Regions from separate parts of the Mus musculus genome. Here region 2 is linked to region 1. Evidence: chromatin contacts called from public Hi-C data. All regions are on one chromosome and are shown on one strand. The core of a region is the stretch at or near the end of the contact, and the rest is flanking DNA. Distances in the headings are between cores, read along the strand shown.

Region 1 (5,703 bases), core at 2,497-4,996:
TATCAACCATGACATCATCCCCAGAATTCCAACCCAAATCCCAATGCTGATCCAATCCTAGATTCCAACCAGGATGGTAACTGGCCCTGGGGGTGTGTTACCTCCTCACCTTGGGACCCTGTGGCCGGGTGGTGATCCGCTGAGCTCGGCTTGCATATCGCAGAGTGCTGAGAGTCTCAGGAAGGCACTGCGCTGAAGGGGACACGCAGGCAACCTAGAGAGGCCTGCCCCTGAGTGCTTATATGGAAAATACCTTTCCTTAGGGCTCAGACCCTCTGCCACCTCCCCCATCCCTCGGATACCATGAGTGTGACCCCACGGCCCCCAAGTGAGTCTGCCAGCAACTTGGTGAGCTTGCTGTCCCGGAAGGGAATGTGGTTCTGCTTCCTCTGTGGGTCCAACAGCAGGGAGATGCAGTGGCCTGGTGCAAAGAGAAAAGCCCAAAGAGACTGCCCTGTGTGAGCCAAGCTGCCTAGCTGGGCTGCTGCAAGAGCAGGAAGCCCTTCCAGGCTAGGAAACCCTAGCCCCATCCCATCGCTTTCACATTGGTGTCTAGCAGCAGACCGGCATCTCTGAAGGCACAGATGTGCTGTCCACTCAACTCCCAATATTCGATAGAGATTTGAGAGATCTCCAATCTGACTGAAAAGGGATGTCACCAGCAGCTGTCACGCCATAGGCAAGTAGTGAAGCTAGTTCCCTAGGAACTTAGGGCCAACCATGCAGTTGGATACATAGACCCATTCTTTTCCCTGTACTGTGCCCGTTTTCTGAAAGTACAAGGGACATATGTGATGATGCTGACTTTAGGATGAACAGCCTGGTAACCATCTACCAGAGGAGGAAAGTCAGCCTCAGACTTGATGCCAGAACTCTAGCCCTCATCTGCAACCCAAGCCCTGTGGTCTCCCTAGTGTAGCAATGGATTCAGATCAGAGAAGGGACCCAAAAAGTCAGAGCAGTAAGCCCCCAGGTCTTACCCAATGCCAATAGGCTGCGGTTGATGCTATTGGCCTCAAGCATCAGCTGCCCTTGGGATCCTGTGGCTGCCACTTTCTCACTGCCTGCAAGATCCACAAAGCACAGCTTCCCTCCAACAGGGGGCTCCCCAAGGTCCACAGGAGGTACCTGCTGAGACTGGTGAACCAGGGTTTGATGGGAACTTGGGGAGGGCTGTCTGTATTAAAGTCCCAGTGTCTCAAGGTCAAAGGTTTCCTCCCCATACACCCAACAGAGCCAAGTTGTTTTATCCATGCAAAGGCAGAGAGTCTCAATGGGTATCCCTGAGCCAGCCCTTCCACAGGCTGGACACTCACAGTTGGGCGGCTGATGTGGAGTGTAAGCAGGGCATGGCTTCTGCTGGAGGCCTGGTTCAAGGTATGTGAGGAGCTCCGACGACGGCTGAGACCTGTGGAAGAAAACGTCAGGGTCTATACCATCTAGAAAGAATGGGCCATGCCAGTGAAAGGGCATTCCCCAAGGAGCAAGAATGTCAGATAGGTATCAGGACAGAAGCAGGAAGGGGTGGCTGGCTGGGGGAGTAAAGGGTACCAACTTTGGTGTAGCCAGGCGCAAGGAGTATGGGAGAAGGGAGCAAATGAACATCAGATAAGCACCTCTCCTACTGTGGAAAGACAGAGGAATGAAAACAGAGATCAACAGAGATGTGTAATGTTGGGAGCCAGATCTATAGTCCCAGTGTTCCCAGTGCCTGCCTGAGGAGGGCTCTAAGTAAATGCTCAAATGAGTAACTAAGGCTGGGACGATGACTTCTTAGACGAGCTAGGCTACGGGGTATGACCATTTCTCTTAGGCTCTGCCAAGGTGGAAGGTTAAAGCCAAGAGGAGTGGGTGAGAGGCACAAACAGGCCAAGGTAATCATTGTGTGGCCAACCTTGCCAAGGCTTTGAATCACTGCTTTGCTGGCCCTTCTCCACCTCAAGAATCCTCTTTTAAGTGCCAATTAATTTCCAGCAGCTTAGGTCCGGGGTGCCTCAGAGGGAGTTGAGGAATCCTTGCCTCCAAAGTTCCCATGAGGCAGCCTACCCATCTGCAGGAGCTCCATCAAAGCCTCCAGACTGCCAAACTCCACCACCCGAAGCTGTTCCACATAGAAGCCTCGTGCCTTGGTCCATCTAACAGGCAGAGGCCGTGGAGACCCCAGACTCAGCAAGTCCCAAACCTGGAAGGGAAAGGAGAAGAAACAGGCCCATACCCTTTTGACAATGGTCCGGCTTTCCCTTCTGCTTCTTAGCATCCTTGGTCCTTGGAACATAAGACCAGGTGGTCTGCCATTCTCTTACCTGCTCATTGTAGATCTCCAGGTAGGAAGCTCGGAGGGTGACCGGGGAATCCAGGTGCTGCACGCGATCTAATAGCCAGGTGAAGGTCCTCTGCATGATGCCAGCCAGGCTTGGGGGGACGGGCACCCCTTCCCCCTGGGGGCAAAGACAGTTGCGGCTGCAGCAGGAGCTTCAGCGGCAGCTTCTTTGCGGAGCACTAAATGCTCCAGAAGCCATGCCACAGGCCCCATTGAAATCTCATTGAAATCTCACAGTTCGTAGTCCATCCACGCCACCCTACAGACGAACTAACTAAAAGCAAGTAAGAGAAGCTGCCCAAATTAGAACACAAAGGCTCCAAACTCTGCAAGTCCTTGTCTTTGTTCCTCAGATACCAGGTCTGTGAAACAATGGGGTGGGACAGCATTATCCACGCCCCTTCCAGCCCGGAGTCCCATCCACAACCCGGCTTCACCAGGCTGCCCACCTGCGGAGGAGGTCCAGTCAGAGTGTAGGTCTTCCCAGAACCAGTCTGGCCAAACGTGAAGACCGTGCAGGAGAAACTGTAGGCAGCAAGGACGTGGCTGAGCCTGAGAAGCGGGCTCCAGGCGGTGTGAGAACCCAAGCCCTGCGCAGCCCAAGCATCACTCACCCGCGCAGCGCCAGCTCACCCAGGCGCTTCACACCGCAAGCTCTGAACACGTCCTCCTGCGTGCGCGCCCCGTCCAGTACGGCGCCAAAGCGGAACGCCACATCGGGGCTCACCTTGAGAGAGGATGGAGTAGGGGCGAGGCACCATGTAGGGATGGTGCATTGGGAAAGGCAGGCACTCTGGATTGAGCAGAGTCACTAGGAGGGGTGGGACATTCTGCTGTGGGAATCCTGGGGAGACGGAAGCAGAGAGGGGTCCTAAAGCAAGGTTGCTCCAGTTGGACGCATGGGTCTCCTCCTCAGATTCTTTTGCGGGGTTGGAAAGGCTTCTTACCTGCAGAGTCCTGGTCCCCGAACAGTGCAATGCACTCTGCTCCCCTCGACGCAGCTCCACTGTGCTCATGGGACGCACCCTGGCACCCAAAAACAGACAAGATGGTCTATACGGATAGTGCTTTCGGTCCCTTCCTGGCCCAGGTGCCTCCTAGTGGACCCATACTTACCTGAGCACCACTTGAATGGGAGTTTCTGATCCTTCTGGCCCTTGCTCCAGGTTCCGTGCTGGGTCTCTGTGGCCACATGAGAATTACCACCCCTGCCTTTAGTCGCTGTCCTCTGGGAGAGCTTCAGGGTATCCGCAACATCAAACAAGTTGTACTTACCCATCGGGAGACCCACGTTCCTCCATGTCTTGTAGTGGACAGGATTTCTTTCCCTTTCTAATATGCCTTACCCTCACCACAGCATGACTGTTCAGACACACCTTATATCCATCTCCCTCCCCAGTCTCCCACAGCCAGTCATCCAGAAATACTGCAGCCTGCCCAGAGCTAGCAAGTTAAAGATTTACCCACCCCACCTGTGAGGTGGGAAGTTCCATGCCAGGGCATTCCAGCTAGGGGGGTTTCTAGAGTCTAAGGATCCTTTGCTTTGGACAGTTTCCTCTAGAGAGATCTAAAGGATTACCCAGACCACCTTCTTGTGTCTCAAAGACATAAATCAGGGATGGAAAGGGCTCAGCTAAGGCCACAGAGCCAGAGAAAGAACGAGGCTCTTCTGGCACATACCCTCTGTCTCCTAATAGCTCAACCTTGCCTTAGCACAGAGCCCAGGGAGTGGAGGACCACAGAAAACCTAGCTGCCTGGTTGGCCTCTGGGCTGAGCTGACATCAGCTTCCCAACATCTGGTTAAATATTGGTGCACCTGCCTCTGGCAAGCTAATGCTAATCCACAGCCAGTGTGGTGTTTAACTCCATTGGCCTGGCTCACCAAAGCAGCAACAGCAGCAGAGATGTCTGTGAGCACGCTCAGGCTGCACCACCACTTTTCCCTGCCAGTCTCCATGATGATCCCAGGCCTGATAAATCCTAAGTAAGCCTGCCTATTGCTGCAGATGAGAGGAGCAGGAATAACCCAAGGGTATGGAGTCTTTGGGGGAAGTGCAGAGACTTGAAGCTGGGGGTGTGTGGAGTGAGAGGGCAGATGAGGAACTCAAAGTGAAGCACACAGTTCAGTAAGGTAGGGAAGAGGTGCAAAGATGGGGCATGGAGAGGTGTTTGGGGCTGGTGAGGGCTCCATTTTCTGGCCTCCTCAGAGAACCAGGAAGGCACTCAGAGTCACAAACAGAGAACTGACAGGTTGCCATTCTTGAACCAGCAAGAGGAGAGGAGCAAAAGAGAACACAGAAGGTATCATGGGCAATGTCTGTCGTGGGGCAGTCTAAGTTTGGGACTTCACTCTGGGCTAGCAGTGGAGGCGACGAGAAGGTCAGACCCTGGAAAGACTCATGTAGATGAATATTAAGAGGGGTAAGTATAACTGTCAAGACCTACTGTCTTTCTCTCGCTGTCTCTCTCTGTCTCTATCTCTATTTGTCTCTCTGTCTCTCTCTGTCTCTCTGTCTCTCTGTCTCTCTCTCTTTCTCTCTCTCTCTCTCTCTCTCTCTCTCTCTCTCTCTCTCTCTCTCTCTGTGTGTGTGTGTGTGTGTGAGTGTGTGTGTGTGTGTGTGTGTGTGTGTGCGCACACACATACTATGGCACAAATGTGGAGGTCAGTGGACAATCAGGTGTCAGTCTTGCCTTCCACTAAGGACAAGGGCAGATCTAGCTCTCTTGTCAGAGTGCCTAGCATGAATGAAGCCCTAAATCTAGTCCCCAATATCACAAAAACTAGGCACACACCCAAAGCCCTAACACTTAGGAGGTAGAGGCAGGCATGAGAAATTCAAGGGCATCCTTGGCTGTGTAGCAAGTTCAAGGCCAGCCTGGAATCCATGAGAACCTGTACAATAGTTAGTCTTCGTTGGAAATGTCCAAAACACAGGCAGCTGGACACTCATGTAAGGGATTCTTTTGATTCTATTATTTGAGGTGGGAAGACACCCCCGCCACTCCAAATACAGGTACCACCTTCTGGTGGCAGCTCAGAGAAAAGGACATGAGAGAGGAAACTCTGCTTTTTGCCTGTTTGCTTGCTCTCACGCTGCAAGCACATTCATCTATCCTGTTGCTGACTCCTTTGCAGCATTCTTTTGCTTATATAAGAATCAGCTCCTTCAGGCATCCAACATAGAGGAGAAATAGACAAGTCTATTGTCATAGGTGGTGCACACATCAGGGTTCTCTAGCAGGACAGAAATAATGGAAACACAAGAGTTTCTGTGCTCCAGCAATGTCTCTCTTCACACAGGAAAGGCTGAGACTTGGTAGATGCTCAGTTTATAAGTCTGGGGGCCTCAGAACTACCAATCTGGCATTGCATGCCTGGAGG
Region 2 (5,703 bases), core at 2,007-4,506, 140 kb after region 1:
ACCGAGGCCAAGCCCTCATCTAGGAAACAGGATGCCTGTCAGTACAGGGAGCCCCTAGCAGGATGCCACAGTGCCAACCAAAGGGAGGCCTCAGAACAGATCGCTGGCCTCTGTGCGTCTCATAACTGGGACGATGGTGGAGGCAGCAGGTGATTCCTGTGCTTGAAGAAGCCACCTCCACACTTCAAATGGCTGCTGTGGGTGACACTGCTGTGAATGTGCCCGTGTCACCAAGACGAATCCTTAAGCTCTGCGAGGCCACCTAAGATGCTGTGTCCATGACGCAGACCAAAGACACCAACCAGGAAGTAAGGTTCTGCTCAAGGCTGCACAGCACGGGGACTGAGCCACGGTGTGGGTTTGCAGCCAGGTGTCCAGCTCCCAAGCGAGGATGCTTCTTGGAGCTGCTCTCGTTCCCTCCATCCTGAAATTGATTTCTCCTGCTCTTGTCTCTGTGTCTCCTCAGGGTCGTGAGGGGAAGCCGGGCAAGCAGGGTGAGAAAGGCCAGAGGGGAGCTAAGGTAGGTCCCCTGCCTTCAAGGGTCACATCCCTCCCTAGCTCATCTCCCTGGGCCAGCAGCCATAGGCTGATCCTCTCTCTCTCTCTCTCTCTCTCTCTCTCTCTCTCTCTCTCTCTCTCTCTCTCTCTCTCTCTCTCTCTCTCTCTCTCTCCAGGGTGCCAAGGGCCACCAAGGATATCTGGGAGAGATGGGCATCCCCGGAGAACCTGGGCCCCCTGGGACCCCAGGTCCTAAAGGGTCCCGGGGCACCCTAGGACCAACGGTAAGGATCCGGGCTGAGGGAAGAGCACACGAATAGGGAGGGGTACTAGCTTCCCTATAAGAGCCACCCACCCCACTGTTAAAGAATCCCTAGGTTTCATGTCCCAAGGCACCTCGTTTCTGAACTCCCCAAGGATACAGCCTTGAATACACAGTCATGGCAGGCAAAACACATCTTGCAAACTACAGGCTGCAGTAGGTCCCTGGTGCTTTCTGTGAATGGACACTGGGTGATCAAATCCCTGAGGGAAGAAGGATCCAGATTCCCTGGAACAGGGTGAGGGGCTGCAGGTGTCTGAGTGGCTGGGAGAGAGTCCTAGGGCCCTGCTAGATTATCCTGAGGCAGAGATCCACGTGTATGAGAGCTGAGATGAGAGAGGACACCATCGCGGAGCAGAGGTAGGGTCGTGGCATCTCTGAGCAAATGGAGCAGTAGTACCCTTTCATATGGTATGAAAGCTTTCAGTGGTGGCTTCCTGCGATGTGTGTCATCACAGGGTAAAAGCTGGGGAGATACACAGGAGTGTCCATTAGATGGCACTTTGCCTGGAATCCAGGCTCAGGTAATGCAAACATGGGTAGCAGTTTGCTGGAAGAAGCAGAGTAGGAAAAGGCCCCTTCTTAATAATACTTATTTAACAGGAAGTCTCAGAAGTTTAAGCAGTAATAGCAGCTGAGCTCAGACAGCTATTAAGGGTCTGAAAAAATGTCACCTACATCTTTATAAACCATGGGAGCATAGAGTAGGGAGGGCTAGGGAGGTAGGGGCCTGGGAGGAGGCCTCTTGCTTTTCACCTTGTCCGCCTTGGTTCAAGATATCATATAGGTGCAAGGCTGCTGAGCTGAGTGGCTGGAGCCAGGGGAAGGAGTCACTATCATGTTCCCACTGCGGGAAGTGTACTATATACCAACAAGGGTCTTCTTCTTTCTAGGGTGCTCCAGGACGGATGGGAGCCCAAGGAGAACCAGGATTGGCCGGTTATAATGTAAGTGACACACATTTAGGGGAATCTCCTCCTCACCCTCTGGAACTTTTCCTGCATGCTGAACTCAGTCCTTCTCACCAGAGACGGGCGATGTGGGTCCCATAGCCTCAGGGAACTCCTGGACCCTTAGATTTGGGTGGAGGCAAGGGTAAAATTAGAGTGATGGGGCAGAGAGAGTTCCAGTACCCACTGGAGATCTAGAGGCTCCCTGCTGGTCGGGTGCAGGTCCCTAAAGAGAGAGCATCGTGTTCCCAGAACCTCCATGCACATCCAGGAGATGAAGGCTCAGAAAGGACAGGCTTGGTTAGAAAGGAATGAGGGCTCAGAGCCGTTAGAGAACACATGCGCAGGCCAGGTCTGGCAGCTTAGTGCTTTTGGGAGTGGAGACCACACCCAGCCTCAGTGGCCTTTGCCAGACTCAGGGACTGCAGGAGACAGACAGGAGAGAGAGAAGGGAGAAAAGAAAGAACAAATGAGAGGGGATGGAGGACTAGAGAGGCAGGGAGGACTCTAGAGGGACTACAGAGGCTCAGAGTTGCCTGCCATAGCAGGATGGCTTTTTCCCATAACTCTGCCAAGGTAGCTTCCCCTCCTTTGGACCCCAGTTTGCCCCCAGGGCACCACAGTAGGGCTCTATTATCTAAGTTGGCACAGGATTGGAAGTGTGTCTGGGATCAACAGGCATATCTGGAAAACCAGGGCCCGGAGAGGTGCAGGGCGGGGGTGGGATCCTCTTATACTGTCCCATGTCCCCGTCTCTGAGTCCCCGTCCTTTGTCATCTGTCTCTCATATCCTCAAATTCTCTTCAGTTCCCTCCATTTTGTTTGCCTACAGGGACACAAAGGCATCACAGGACCCCTCGGGCCTCCCGGGCCCAAAGGCGAGAAGGTAGGTATTGCATCTTTAAGCAGTAGCTAGAGTCAAGGTCAGCTCTGGGGCTATGGGGATGGGGTCACATGGTGCAGGACATAGTATCCCTGCACTCATGGCTTTAGGGTCACCTGGCAGAAATGAACAGTTGTGCCACCACCAAGTCCCTGTTACTCCCCTATGCTTGTGAAAGGGACATTGGAACTACACAGGGAGAACTCACTCAGTGTGGGGAGGAGGGACACAGAAGAAGGAGAAGGCTCAGGAGGAGGGCCCCAGGGATGTGTGCCCTTCCATTAGGGCTCTGGAATTGGAAGAAACTATGGGGAGGTGCAGCAGGGAAAGCTGGGCTGGGTGTGAACACTGTTCACAGCAAGGAGCGCATGAGGGCCCGAAGGTATAAGGAATGGCTTTTGGGTCACATCTCCAGCAATGCCCAGTAGACCTGGAACCAGAACTCTGGGTTCCCCTGTCCTCCCTCCTCCTCCTCCTTCCGGTCCTCTCCCTCCTCGTGGCTGGAAGGCTTCCTAGCAGGCTGCATCCCTGCCTCCTTGTCCCTGGCCTCCCCAACCGTCCTTTCTTTTGCCGACTCAGCTTCCCACTAACTAAGTCCCGCTGTGGTGAGTCACACTGACTTGGCGTGCTGTCCTCCAGCCCCTCCTCCTGCCTGCATGAGTACAGATCTACAAGTCTAGCGTCCCAGGCCCTGGCATGGTCCCTGAGAGCCTGTAGGGAGCACACTCAGACCCTCTGCTCTCCTTAGCCATCATAAAGCTGCCAGGGATGACACAAACTCTGGGGCCAGGTGGAGACAGCACCCCAAGTGCCACTACCTAGGGTCAGAGGCAATCCCCACAATGTGGATTGGCATACAGTAGAGGGCCATGACATCACTAAGTGACATAATGCAGTAAGACTGCTGTCACATGCATAGCTCATTGTTGCTCTGTGGCTCATGAGTGCCCCACAATGAACAGCTGGCCACAGACTGGCCAGGGCTGGGGGGAGGAATGGGTTGCAAGGGAGATTTGTGGAAGTCCTGCTCTTTTCCCAGGATTTCCCTGTCATTGCTGTACAGAGCAGGTGGGTGAACCCAGCCTCTTGGTGCGTAAGGGCCAGCTCCCAGATAGCAGGTAAAGGGTGCTGCGGAGCCCTCTTCCTCTAGCCAGAACTCGACCCAGAGTGTGAGTCCAGTCTGTACTTGTGGCTAGGATCCTTTGTCTATACCAGTGGCCAGAGCGAGGGGGTCACAAGGTTCCTCCGCCTCCTTTCCCTAGTCTATAAAGTGGGGGTGAGGGAAACATTGCAGGGTTGCTGTAGAATCTGCAAGACAATATATAAAATGAATCTTGGCATGCCTAACAAAAGACTGTCTGGTCAACTCAAGTGCCCACCGGAGACTTTGAGGTCCCGTTGCCCTGTGCAGCTGCATTTCAGCCATCTGCAAAGCTGCCAAGAACTCATCCTACAGTTGGGCCAGGGCCTAAGGTGGCCTGCCGTGGCCGCAGGTCTCCACTGTAGTCTCTGCTCCTCTTTCAGCCTGCCCTAAGTGTCCATGTGGCATGTGGACACTGTTGCCACTATTACCTACAATGGTAGTTTTGACCGTTGGTCTCAGTCTGCCTGCCTACGGAGGCTGGCCTTCATCCCTGAGGAAGGCACCTTCCCGCCTGCAGTTCACTAACTCCCAGAGTGGCCTTTGCCTAATGCTGGTTCTGTGGTGTCCACAGGGGGACCAGGGCGAGGATGGCAAGACCGAGGGGCCCCCTGGGCCACCAGGAGATCGGGTAAGTTCCCGTTCTGTTCCCCCTGGCCTGCGGGTCAGGGCTAGGCTGCTGAGAACCCATGGAATGGGTGGCTCATGGTTATCCATTGCCCCTGTCCTTCAGGGTCCTGTGGGTGATCGAGGAGACCGTGGGGAGCCAGGCGACCCTGGATACCCTGTAAGTATCAGAGCTCTACCTTTGGGGAGTGTAGAGATAGTGGGAAAGGGGAAGCCAGTCTGGACTGGACACAGACTCCTGCCTCTGCCTGCCTTTCTTCACTAGTCATAAGGAGCAGAAAGCAGCCCACTATGAAACCAGGTTAATACCATGAAGGAAAGACCCAGACTCTCCTGAGGGTCCTCTCCTGAAGGTTTTGGGGACAGAAACAATCCACACAACTAACAGATTGGCTGACTTTCCTTCCAGCATGGTCCTGTGTAATGACTTCTTCTTGGGGGTGAAGGGACGGGGCTGGCTCAGTTTCCCCATTTATGTCTTCCTAGCAGAAGCAACTGCTACATTCCCCTCTATTCAAGCGGGACTTAGAGGGTCAATGATGTGGCCACCGGATTCCCCGGCCACTTCTGAGGGGCCCTCACCTGTCTCTCCTTCGCTTTCAGGGTCAAGAGGGAGTTCAAGGCCTCCGTGGAGAACCGGGCCAGCAGGGACAGCCTGTGAGTCCTGTGTCTTCTGCTATAAGCAGGGTGGAGCATCAGAAACAAGCTCTTTAAAAATTAGAAGGATCTGCCCTGTAGGAGGACATGAGGAAGCTCGGGGGCTTCCCTAGAGCCTGCACCCCCAAACCCCTCCTCACCCGTCCCCCTCCAGGCGGAGACTGGCCACCCTCCCCAGGAGAGAGGCCTGGAGCTGCCTTGAGTCACCTCACCTTGGTTTGCAGGGGCATCCAGGACCCCGGGGGCGCCCAGGACCCAAAGGATCAAAAGGCGAAGAGGTGAGACGGCTGGACTTCAGGGGGCGGGGGAAGGCTGAGCCCCTGGGGCAGGGGCCTCAGCTAGCCTAGGCTCACACAGTCAGCAAAGGCAAGGGCTGGAAGGTTCCACCTCCCCAGGCTCCCAGGCTCTGCAGCCATTCACAGGGGCTGAGGGGGATCAGCCTCTGAGTAGAAGTTGGCCTAGCCAAGAACTCAGCCCACACCTCTGCTGGGCTACAGTGAAGGAGTGAGAAGAGGGAGGAGCCAGCTGAGGGATGAAGGACAAGGAGAGACAAAATGGTCATGGAGGAGTCATTCCTTGCTGTGGACCCCAGGCCCCTGTGTTCCCTCCTGTAGGCCTGATATAA

What was found. A called contact is a pair of places that touch in the nucleus more often than the background predicts.
Region 2: a Hi-C map of bone marrow-derived macrophages shows a contact between it and region 1, with 64 read pairs. The contact joins the enhancer-like site here to the promoter of Kif12 in region 1. A contact is called at or near these places in 26 of 39 promoter capture datasets (the 3T3-L1 cell line, 3T3-L1-derived adipocytes, the C10 cell line and 19 more), 6 of 15 datasets of contacts at CTCF or cohesin (embryonic stem cells, hippocampal excitatory neurons, large pre-B cells and 3 more), 199 of 484 Hi-C or Micro-C datasets (the 3T3-L1 cell line, the 63-12 cell line, the AML12 cell line and 116 more), 21 of 115 datasets of contacts at active chromatin or transcription factors (CD4 single positive thymocytes, PVALB interneurons, Th17 cells and 16 more) and 6 of 9 other capture datasets (adipose tissue, bone marrow-derived macrophages, embryonic tail and 3 more).

What each region holds. Positions count from the first base shown.
Region 1 is chr4:63,168,385-63,174,087 of GRCm38.p6, forward strand. It overlaps Kif12 (kinesin family member 12), which reads right to left and starts at 3,747. Exons shown (of 19, transcript NM_010616.3): 1 at 3,596-3,747; 2 at 3,437-3,502; 3 at 3,268-3,346; 4 at 2,935-3,047; 5 at 2,770-2,845; 6 at 2,304-2,438; 7 at 2,047-2,182; 8 at 1,317-1,408; 9 at 981-1,137; 10 at 303-421; 11 at 110-214. The coding sequence starts at 3,621.
Region 2 is chr4:63,312,960-63,318,662 of GRCm38.p6, forward strand. Col27a1 (collagen, type XXVII, alpha 1) reads left to right here. Exons shown (of 61, transcript NM_025685.3): 38 at 467-520; 39 at 675-782; 40 at 1,714-1,767; 41 at 2,603-2,656; 42 at 4,369-4,425; 43 at 4,528-4,581; 44 at 5,025-5,078; 45 at 5,303-5,356. Among named protein-coding and RNA genes, the nearest start is that of Orm1, 29 kb to the right of the region's middle. Within about 2 kb of position 3,257, at least 81 of the 459 cell types and tissues checked have an H3K27ac peak or open chromatin away from gene starts, as enhancers often do. A contact at or near this core is called in the C2C12 cell line, the C3H10T1/2 cell line, beige adipocytes and 15 more, where this site is marked.